3 separate regions of the Sus scrofa genome follow, and all the other regions are linked to region 1. The links are chromatin contacts, called in public HiChIP or PLAC-seq maps. All regions are on one chromosome and are shown on one strand. The core of a region is the stretch at or near the end of the contact, and the rest is flanking DNA. Distances in the headings are between cores, read along the strand shown. Region 1 holds the start of SLC31A1 (high-affinity copper uptake protein). Region 2 holds the start of ALAD (delta-aminolevulinic acid dehydratase). Region 3 holds the start of HDHD3 (haloacid dehalogenase-like hydrolase domain-containing protein 3).

Evidence for each region. HiChIP or PLAC-seq counts read pairs in DNA pulled down with a chosen protein or histone mark.
Region 2: a contact with region 1 is called in an H3K27ac HiChIP or PLAC-seq map of alveolar macrophages. The contact joins the promoter of ALAD here to the promoter of SLC31A1 in region 1. A contact is called at or near these places in 2 of 5 promoter capture datasets (fetal liver and liver), 4 of 47 Hi-C or Micro-C datasets (heart right ventricle, liver and skeletal muscle) and 1 of 2 datasets of contacts at active chromatin or transcription factors (alveolar macrophages).
Region 3: an H3K27ac HiChIP or PLAC-seq map of alveolar macrophages shows a contact between it and region 1. The contact joins the promoter of HDHD3 here to the promoter of SLC31A1 in region 1. A contact is called at or near these places in 3 of 47 Hi-C or Micro-C datasets (heart right ventricle, liver and skeletal muscle) and 1 of 2 datasets of contacts at active chromatin or transcription factors (alveolar macrophages).

Annotation. Positions count from the first base shown.
Region 1 is chr1:253,866,790-253,870,265 of Sscrofa11.1, reverse strand. SLC31A1 (high-affinity copper uptake protein) reads right to left here and starts at 1,877. Exons shown (of 5, transcript NM_214100.3): 1 at 1,790-1,877. It overlaps FKBP15 (FK506-binding protein 15), which reads left to right and starts at 2,081. Exons shown (of 30, transcript XM_021067627.1): 1 at 2,081-2,285. The coding sequence starts at 2,233.
Region 2 is chr1:254,025,799-254,029,274 of Sscrofa11.1, reverse strand. ALAD (delta-aminolevulinic acid dehydratase) reads left to right here and starts at 1,691. Exons shown (of 13, transcript XM_021067765.1): 1 at 1,691-1,825.
Region 3 is chr1:254,008,120-254,011,595 of Sscrofa11.1, reverse strand. HDHD3 (haloacid dehalogenase-like hydrolase domain-containing protein 3) reads left to right here and starts at 1,792. Exons shown (of 3, transcript XM_021067749.1): 1 at 1,792-1,903; 2 at 2,495-2,543.

The DNA.
Region 1 (3,476 bases), core at 628-3,127:
GACTCCAATTGCATCATTGCTTTAGCACTGTCAGACCTCACTGCTTTAACCATCTTGTAAAATAAACACAGGAAGTAGAGAACAACCCTAGTCCTCAGGTTAACAGAAGGATACTTGAACAAAAGTAAAACCTACGTATACTATTTCTAGCTACACTATTCCCCCCTACACCTTTCAATAGTAAAGCCTTCAGTTAATAAGAGACTAAGCAACCCAGACAGTTCACATCTAGTACAGCATTTTTCTGTGTGTGTGTGTGTCTTTTAGGGCTGCACCCACCGCATATGGAGGTTCCCTGGCTAGGGGTGCAATCGGTGTAGCCTACACCAGAGCCACAGCAACCTGGGATCTGAGCTGATACCTACACCACAGCTCACAGCAATGCCAGATCCTTAACCCACTGAGCAAGGCCAGGGACCAAACCCATGTCCTCATGGATGCTAACAAAGAATGAGAACCCTTGGAGTTCCCATCGTGGCTCAGTGGTTAACGAATCCCACTAGGAACCATGAGGTTGAGGGTTTGATCCCTGGCCTCACTCAGTGGGTTAAGGATCCGGTGTTGCTCTGAGCTGTGGTGGAGGTCGCAGACATGGTTCGGATCCAGTGTTGCTGTGGCTCTGGCATAGGCCAGCAGCTACAGCTCTGATTAGACCCCTAGCCTGGGAATCTCCATATACCCTAGAAAAGAGCAAAAAAGAATTACTGAGAACCCATTATGGGCAATAAGGCAGTGCTCTGTGACACAGGAGTCACCAAGATGAATAAAGTAACCATCCTTGAGCTTACAATTTAGTAGAAGCACACAAAACTACAACAAAAGTAGAACCAGGAAAGTGCCAAGAGGTTATGAAGTCTCTGGGAGGGGAAGTCACTTCACCTCTATTTCATGCAACAGATTACTAAAACATTCAGGTAAGGCACACTTATACTACTCTCATTGAGAGAAGCCCTGAGGAGATCAATGGGTCCTACAAAGGGTTATTATCTGCTTATCCACACCTTAGCTAAGCCAGGCCTACCTGGAGATTGTTCCAGGAGTTACACTAGGTTAACATATATAAGAAATGGTTATGATATACAGAGAGGGTGGAAACTGGAGGCAGGGAACTGATGTTAAGTCTGTGGCAAGAAACTAAGCAAAACCCAGACCAAGGTTGTGGCTGAGGATCTTCAGATTTTGAAGTTTCCTCCTTTCCATCACCCATCTCCATTGTGTTCTAGCTCTCCTGCTAGGTCTACTCTAGGGAGAGGACTTCTCTCCAAAAGCATGCCACAGTGTAGCAATAAACACTCCGAACGCGAACCCAGTGCTTCAGCCCTGATAAGGTCTAGACACCAAGCATCTAGCCCCAGCCTGCCCTTTACTCTGTGTGACCTCGGAATAGTCCACTAGTCAGCCAAGGGCTTAGTTCCTCCCTTACCTTACCTATAAATTCTGGGATTATGAGACTGCGATTGAATTTGATGACCAATCCAGCCAACACACGGAAGCACTGGATAAACAATCCGTTGAATAAACAGCGAGGTCAGCCACAGGGTACTAAGCGGTAGGGGCAATCAGGTCCCCCATTTTACAGACGGGGAAACTGAGTCACAGAACACCCTGCCCCAAGGTCACTCCAGCTAAGTCACTCTTACGGGCCTGGCCGAAAGCTCTGGTTTTCAGATCCAGTCCCCAGGCCCTTTCGCGGAGCTGAGCAGAGTGGCGCGAAGGTCCTTGCCCTAGAGGGGGAAGGACTGTGTGCTCGTGCTGCCAAATGTTGCAAGAAGGGCGAAAAAGGCCTTACCTCCCCAGATCGAGTGCCGCCACCGACGCTTCCCTCTCAGAGCCTCGATCCGCTTCTCTGTCAAGACTCTTCAGAAGACCCCTGCACTTCTGACGGCTCGACGTGTACAAGACCTCCACTTAAGTGCCGATTCCCGCCCTTATCCCGCCCCTACCCCGCCTCTTGTCTCGCCGGCCAATTGCCGCACGGGATTTCGGAGCGTCCGCGGATCAAGCCGCCTCTGAGTGAGCGAGAAGCTTTACGTCACGCGGCGTGCCTCCCACGCCTGGTCCCCTCCTTTGCCTTTGCTCCACCTCCTCAATAACCTAATCTTGCTGGCAAGAGTAACCGAGAGTTCGTCCTGCCGGAAAGCAGCACGCCCCTGCGGCAATTTACGACGTCGGCGGTGAAAGGCCCTGGAAATTCGCCGACCTCCTCCCTACAGCGGGGCGAAAGCCAGCGAGATGTTCGGTGCGAGCGACGAAGACGACACCGACTTCCTCTCGCCTAGCGGCGGGTGAGTGACAAAAGCGTGGGACAGAGGGCGTGGCTGAGAGAGCCTGGCGCACGGTTGGAGGGGTCTCTCTCTTATCAGATCTCTTCCCAACTTCCGGGTCCAGACGCTTGCCGCATTTCGGTGCTCCACAGGTCTCAGTCCCGACGGAGCGCGAAACTGCTGAGTCTGTCCACCGGGATTCTGGACCTGGCATCTCCCTGAAGGCGACCGTCGGGTTCGCTTTTTCCTTTCGGGGTCACAGTTTCTCCCGTGAAGTGGGGGTGATTGTTAATGAAAATACCCGTCTCAGAGTTTTTATGCCTCACCTGAGGCCGATATGAGACTTTTTTTCCGTAGATAAGGCGGTGGCACTTCAAAATTGGAGCTGGCGGGTCAGCTTCAGCATTCTTCAAGACCTAGCTTGGATGTCAGCTTTTTGTTGCTTTCCCTTCCCCACGGTCCCACGTGTGTCTGCCTTCATCTTTGCACACCGAACCGACTAGAGTATGAGCCCTGATAGGACAAGGCCTGCTCACGTTGTCCATCTCTGTCCAGTGCTCAGCACAGCCCCTTTCACAGGGGGTGCTTATTGAGTGTATAAGAGGTGTGAAATTGCATTCTAAACCTTAAAACCAATGTAATAAACTGCAATTGCTGTTCTCTGTCCCCAGCCATTATATATACCAGGCTGGGGTACAGGTCTTCAAGTGGCAGGACTTTGTCTCTTCCAGTAATTACTTAAGCATTTTCTCCTTTCTTTCATGTCAGTAGACAGCTTGACTACTTTCAGACTTGTGAGCTGTCAAGTTCTGATCCTTGCAGAGCCTGTCTTTGAATATATCTAGCCAATTTAAGAAGGTATTGGAGAGTGATGAATGCACCAGTATATACTTCTTGTTCTACTAAACGCTTAGGGGTTAGGTTACAAGATGATTAAGCTGCTCTGCCTGCTCTCAGCTTCCTTCTGGTCCTGGGGGTATGTTCAATATATGGTTGGGAGTTCCCATTGTGGCTCAGCAGTAAGGAACCCGACTAGCATCCATGAGAACCCGGGTTCCATCTCTTTCCCGCTCAGTGGGTTAAGGATCTGGCATTGCTGTGAGCTGTGGATGTGGCTCAGGTCCCAGGTTGCTGTGACTGGTGTAGGCCGGCAGTTGCAGCTTCAACTGACCCCTAGCCTGGGAACTTCCATATGCTGCAGGGTGTGGGAAA
Region 2 (3,476 bases), core at 442-2,941, 160 kb before region 1:
CACAGCTCATGGCATCACCAGATCCTTAACCCACTGAGTGAGGCCACAGATCAAACCCACAACCTCATGGATCCTAGTCAGATTCGTTTCCGCTGTGCCATGATGATGTCCTGAAGTAAAATATTTTAAAAGGTGATTCCTGAAGTAAAATATTTTAAAAGATGATGTCCTGAAGTAAAATATTTTAAAAGATCGGGAAGTGGGAACCGATCTTTCAGTCAAAAACAAGAGCGAGACATGGGAAAAATAGATTACACCAAAAAAAATTTTTTAATTTTCCACCCTGTTTGAGATCTTAGAGGTAATAGATGGTCCTAATTTTTTTTTTTCCACCGTGATCGTGGCATGCTTAAGTTCCCTGGCTAGGGATCGAACCCCTGAAGCACAGCAGTGGTAGTGTCAAATCCTTAACTGTTAGGCCACCAGGGAACTCTGGTCCTAATTATTTCTAGTTATCAATAAAGTCAGAGATGGAACAGGTGTCATGAAAGAAACAGGCAGCGGATCTAAACTTGAGGTGGGGGGGTAATAAATAGTAATTACCTCTATGAGTTGAAGGAGTATGGATAGCAGGAGTTGAAGAGAAAGCCCAGTGTGACATGGGGCAAATTAATCTCCTGGCAATTGTTTTCCCAGTCTATAAAATGAGGATTGTAACAGAATTATCAAATTAGGTAAGTGAATGTAAAATGTATGGGACTGTCCCTGACTCTTTAATGCACAGCCTTCTTTCCACCACCTTCCTTATTTGAACGCAGATCAGAACTTGTAGCAAGGAACTAAGCAGTGTCGTATTTCCCCAGCATTAAGCCTCTTGGACTTGTAATAGAAAGATGCATAAAACAGGTTTGGGATACAGATTTTGAGAAATAAGATCTGAGAATAAATATAGTACAACCCACTGGCATCCTTCACAGTTCAAAGTCAACTTTTCAATAATCCCTGTCTCACCTTTATAAAGGAATTCCTTTGCTAGGGTATATTGACCCCGACCCCTATTTCACTCATCTGATCCCACCAGTTCACCTAAGCCCCATAAGCGTCACCAGATCCTTCCCACCCTTGCACATACCCTGCAGCATTTTACCTCCACCCCCGCCCCGCCCCCGGACTTGCGGGCAAATCTTTCTTTGTACCCGTCACGGACAGACAGGTCTGATGCTCCTATCAGACTTGGAGCCTTTCCAAAGTACCCATGTCTTTCACATCACAGCTCTGAAACTATGGCACAAGAGTAGGTCCTGAGAAATTACGCTGGAATAAATTTTGTCTGAAAACTTGGAAGCCAGCCTGGTGCTTAACTAATTTAAAATGCTCAGTCCGCAAAAAAGGACTTAGCTATTGTGTTAGGTATTACGGTGTTGTTTAAAATCCTTGAGATCTAATTATTCTTTCAACAATCAGCGCCAAACGTGCTGGGCTGGGAAGAGAAAAGCTGTAAAGAGAACCGCAAAGCTGTAGCTGCCTCCCACGCCTGCTCACACGCAACGCCCCTCTCGCAGTGCTGCAGCACTGTCCAAGTGGGCGCCCTGGCGGTCTTCCCTGCACAGGCGCGGACCTCGCTGAGGGGAGGGGCGGGCCCTCCAGCCCTTCAGCGCACCCGATTGGCCAGGTCTGCCGCCGTGCGTGGGCGGGGCTGTAGCTGGAGCTGACCAGCCCTCAGGCAAAGCACCCGCAGGGGGCGTGGCCTGCAACCTGTCGGGGGCGGGCTGTGAGAGGGGGGCGCTGCTTCCGGGTGAGCTGCCCCGCCCCCGCGTGGGCCCAAGAGACCAGAGCTCGCGACTGTGGTGGCGGGAGTAGCGGCGTGGATTCCTTACGAAAGCCGGTGAGTGGGGGCCAGACTCCGGGAGTTGGCAGACTTGGACGCGGGGGCTCTGGCACCAAGAGTCTTGTATCCCCAGACCCAGATCGTGCTGTACTCCAAGGAGCGCCGGCGATGTCGCTGGAGACGGAGTCATTGTGGGACCCCTGTTTGGGTTCTTAGAGTTAGATGTCCCGCTGCAGCGGGGTTGGGGTCTCCGCGTGGCTGTAGTCCTTGGAGACTCGGGGCTGTAGTTCTTGGAGACTCCGAGTCTCCTCTCTGGGCTCCATTCCCTCGGAGATCGCTGGGGTAGTCTCCATCAGTGCAGAGCCCGCGGTGCCTAGCAGTATGGGGGAGGGAGGTGCAAGCAATAACAGCCACTCTGTGCTAGCCTTGTATGTACGGTGCATGCATTGGCCCATTCAGTCTTACAACAGCCCATCAAGCTCAGTTCAAGCCCTTATTGGCCAGATGAGGGGACTGAAGTCACACAGCTGAAAAGTGACAGAACCAGGATTTGAACCCACGTGTAGAGACTCCAAAATCCACAAGCCTAACCATCTTGCTGCTAGCTGCAACCAGGTCCAGAGTTGCCTTTCTACCTCTTCCCTCCCAACCTCTTTCACCAAGAGCTCTCCAGGAGTCCACCTCTGCTGATGAGCAGCTTTGAAATCTATACTTAGGAGTTCCTTTTGATTCCGTGTTTTAAGAATCCAGCTGGTATCCCTGAGGATGTGGGTTTGATCCCTGCCTTTGCCCAGTGAGTTAAGGATCCAGCCTTCCTGCAAGCTGCGATATAGGTCACAGATTCCCCTTGGATCTGGCTTGGATCTAGCATTGTTGTGGCTGTGGCATAGGCTGGCAGCTGCAACTCTGATTCCACCCCTAGCCTGGGAACTTCCATACGCTTCAGCTGCAGCCCTAAAAAGAAAGAAAGAAATCTATACTTAAAATATCAAAGGGGAGTTCCCGTCGTGGCGCAGTGGTTAACGAATCCGACTAGGAACCATGAGGTTGTGGGTTCGGTCCCTGCCCTTGCTTAGTGGGTTAACGATCCGGCGTTGCCATGAGCTGGGGTGTAGGTTGCAGACGCGGCTCGGCTCCCCCGTTGATGTGACTCTGGCGTAGGCCGGAGACTACAGCTCCGATTAGACCCCTAACCTGGGAACCTCCATATGCCACGGGAGCGGCCCAAGAAATGGCAAAAAGACCAAAAAAAAAAAAAAAATCAAGGGGTAATGGTGGACACTGATGACCTCACTGCCAGAGACCTGGATTCTAGCCCCAGATCTGCCATTGGCCCCTGCACAATCTTGGCCCAAATGCCTGCCCCTCTCTGAGCCCAGTTCCCCATCATGCCAATAGTGTTCATTTCAATGATGCAATCAGCAAGCTTTATGAACCCTCCTAACCAGCATGTTCTGGGATTTTTGGAATTGGCAAATTCTCCAAATTCTCCTAATGGCTAAGCCCAGACGAGACTGGGCTCTTCAAAGGCAAGGCAAGGCCTGGGTCTCATTCTTCTCTTTTATTTCTGTTTCTAGCACCGGTTAGGCCCAGAGTAGACATTCAGAAAATGCAGGCTGAATCAATAGGCAGCTGGTCAGTCCCGTTTCAGAACTGCCTGACACCTGCTGTCCTGGGCCTTTCTGGGACTTTGGATTTCTCAGTTCTG
Region 3 (3,476 bases), core at 543-3,042, 140 kb before region 1:
AGTTCCCGTCGTGGCACAGTGGTTAACGAATCCGACTAGGAACCATGAGGTTGCGGGTTCGATCCCTGCCCTTGCTCAGTGGGTTAACGATCCGGCGGTGCTGTGAGCTGTGGTGTAGGTTGTAGACGCGGCTCGGATCCTGCGTTGCTGTGGCTCTGGCATAGGCTGGCAGCTATAACTCTGATTCGACCCCTAGCCTGGGAACCTCCATATGCCATGAGAGCAGCCCACGAAATAGCAAAAAGACAAAAAAAAAAAAAAAAAAAAAAAGAAAGCAAAAAGAATGCATGATGTATTATTCCATTCACACACGGTTCAGAAACAAGTATAACCATGCATTTTTTTTTATTATTTTTTTTTTTTTTTTTTTGCTTTTTCTAGGGCCGCACCAGTGGCATATGGAGGTCCCCAGGCTAGGGGTCCAATTGGAGCTACAGCTGCCGGCCTACGCCACAGCCACAGCAACGTGGGATCCAAGCTGTGTCTTCAACCTACACCACAGCTCACGGCAACGCCAGATCCTTAACCCACTGAGCAAGGTCAGGGATCGAACCCGAAACCTCATGGTTCCTAGTCGAATTCGCTAACCACTGCACCACGACGGTAACTCCAATATAACCATGCATTTAGAAGTCAGGATAGTGGTTCCCCTTCATGGGAGTAAGTGACCAGGAGACAGGGCACCAGAGTTCTAGAGATGTTCTTTTTCTTGGTCTTTGCACAGATTGCATAGATATGTCCACTTTGTAAAAATCCAAGGACAAGTACACTTCCTTGCACTTTTCCCTATGTATGGTTTTAATAAAAGTTTAAAAATAAGTAAATGAGGAATTCCCGTCGTGACTCAGCAGTTAATGAATTCAGCATCCATGAGGACATGCGTTCGATCCCTGGTTTCATTCAGTGGGTTAAGGATCCGACATTGCGGTGAGCTGTGATGCAGGTCACAGACATGGCTCGGATCTGGCGTTGCTGTGGCTGTGGTGTACGCCGGCGGCTACAGCTCCGATTGGACCCCAAGCCTAGGAATTTCCATGTGCTTAAGGTGCGGCCCTAAAAAGACAAAAAGGCAAAAAAAAAAAAAAGATCCGGTGTTGCCGTGAGCTGTGGTATAGGTCGAAGACGCAGCTTGGATCTGGCATTGCTGTGGCTCTGGTGGAGGCAGGCAGCTGTAGCTTCTATTTGACCCCTTGCCTGGGAACCTCCATATGCCATGGCTGCAGCCCTAAAAAGACAAAAAGACAAAAAAAATTAGTAAATGAAATTTTGGAGAGAGAGAGAGACAGATGTGTGTCTTGTGGGCCCAGCTTGGGTTTACTTAGTTCCCTTGAATGAGAATCTCAAGGAAAAAGCCCCATAAGAAACTTGATTTCTCAAAGAGAAATAACCAAAGCTAGCTAGCAGCCAGTGTTGTGACATGGTCAGGTGTCTCCAGAAGCAATTACCAGGCCAGAGTCCACATAAGATAGATCAAGGGATAAAACCCTCTCGGAATTTTGGTCATCTGACATATGGAGGAAACTATACCCATGAAGTGGACCCATTTTTGAACCGGTAAATTACAAAGAAGCTTGTTTCAAAACAGCAGGACCTGTCATTGGCTTTTGTGTGACATGCAAGGCCCCTTTTTCTCTGCTGAAAAAGTTACTCAAAGAAATGTCTGGAGCCGTGGGCTCTCCCTTGCCGGCCAAAGGTCTGTGACTGAACTTTGCGTTTCCTCCCAGGCCCGAGCCCAGTGAGGGGGAGGTGGTTACCCAACACAAAGCAAGCCAGATCCAAACCCAAATCCCTTCTTCCCAAGTCAGCCTGGGCACCTCCCAGGAGGCGTCCAGATCCAAGGGAGGCGGAAAGGTCTTGGGGAGGAGGAAGGCAGGCAGAGAGAGCACAGAAAGGGGATAAAAAAGTGAGGGGCTGCGAGGGCAGGGTGGGCAGGGGCCCGCAAAGAGGGCACAAGGGGTGCAAAGTAATGGTGAAAGGCGGAGTACGGGACGGAAGGGGGCGCAAGAGGGACTGAGATCGCGTGGTGTCTGACGAAGGGGTAGGGAGGGTCACAGAAGGGACACGGAGGGCAGAGGCCCGCGGTGAGGGCACGTGACAAAGGCGCAGGGTCTCAGGAGGTGAGGGTACGGCGAGAGGGAGCAGAAAGGACATGGGGGGGCGGGGGGGCGGGGCGAGGCGGAGGGGCGGGGCGAGGCGGAGGGGCGGGGCGAGGCGGAGGGGCGGGGCGGGGCGGGGCGGGGCGGGCGGGGGCGGGCGGGGCGGGGCGGAGCGAGGCGGAGGGGCGGGGCGGGCGAGGCGGAGGGGCGGGGCGGGGCGAGGCGGAGGGGCGGGGCGGGGCGAGGCGGAGGGGCGGGGCGAGGTGGAGGGGCGGGGCGGGGCGAGGCGGAGGGCGGGGCGGGGGCGGGGCGGGGCGAGGCGGCGGGGCGGGGCGAGGCGGAGGGGCAAGCGGAGGCCTGGGATCTGGGAGAAAGGGGCGTCTTCATCTTTTCCCCAGTGGCTGTGCGGCTGCGGTTTCTTTCTTGACTGGCTTCTCGGCGAGGCGGGTGAGTCGTGGGCCCCAGGGACTGGCGCCGCAGGTCTCGCTGCTTTTGGCAGAGGTCGTAGAGATACTTCTCTAGCCGCGGGCTACCCGGACTTTGCCACCTCCGAGCCCTGGAGGTGGGGAGGGAGGGTGAGCAATTCAGGCCTGCGGCCAAAGTCCCTAAATTCCCCTCCAGAAACTGAGGAAAATGCTGTGGGCCCTTTGTTCTAGTTTTAGCAGCGCCAATGGCTCCCCGCGTGACTTGGGGCGAATTTCCGCCCCTCACTGGGCCTCCACCTACCCACCTGCAAAGGGAGGGCATCTTTGGACGGGTGTCCCTAAGTTCCAGACTGACTTAAATTCATTTCCTGACAAACCTCCTCTAAGGCCTGTCCCCAGGTTCACCAGCCATGATTGTCCCTCAGCAGCAGCTGGGCTGCCTTCTGAACTCTGGCCCCTCAGGTTACAGCTGAACAGGTTGGGTGTCTGGAATCTGCTCTGTCTGGGACCAGAAGCTGCTTCCACCCTCTAGACGTTGGGTTAAAGAATTTGTTTTCTCTGCAGTCAGTAATCCTTTCACTGGTTCTCCACCCAGGCAGGCATCATCACCTGGGGCTCAGAGAGGCTTTAAGACAGGGAAGACCAGGACCTCTAGGATGTGGTTGAGAGGGTTAAGAACCCGACTAGTATCCAGGAAGATGCGAGTTCCATCCCCGGCCTCTGGTTAAGGATCCAGCATTGCTGCAAAGCTGTGGCATAGGCCCCACCAATTTGACCCCTGGCCTGGGAACTTCCATGTGCTGAAGGTGTGGCCATAGAGAGGGAAAAACAAAGAAGAAGAAGGACCAGGCTGCTCTGCCCTCCCTTTTGTCCTGTGCTGTACAGGTTCACCAAAATCAGATTTTAAAAAAAATCCAACGGAGTTCCCGTCGTGGCGCAGTGGTTAACGAATCCG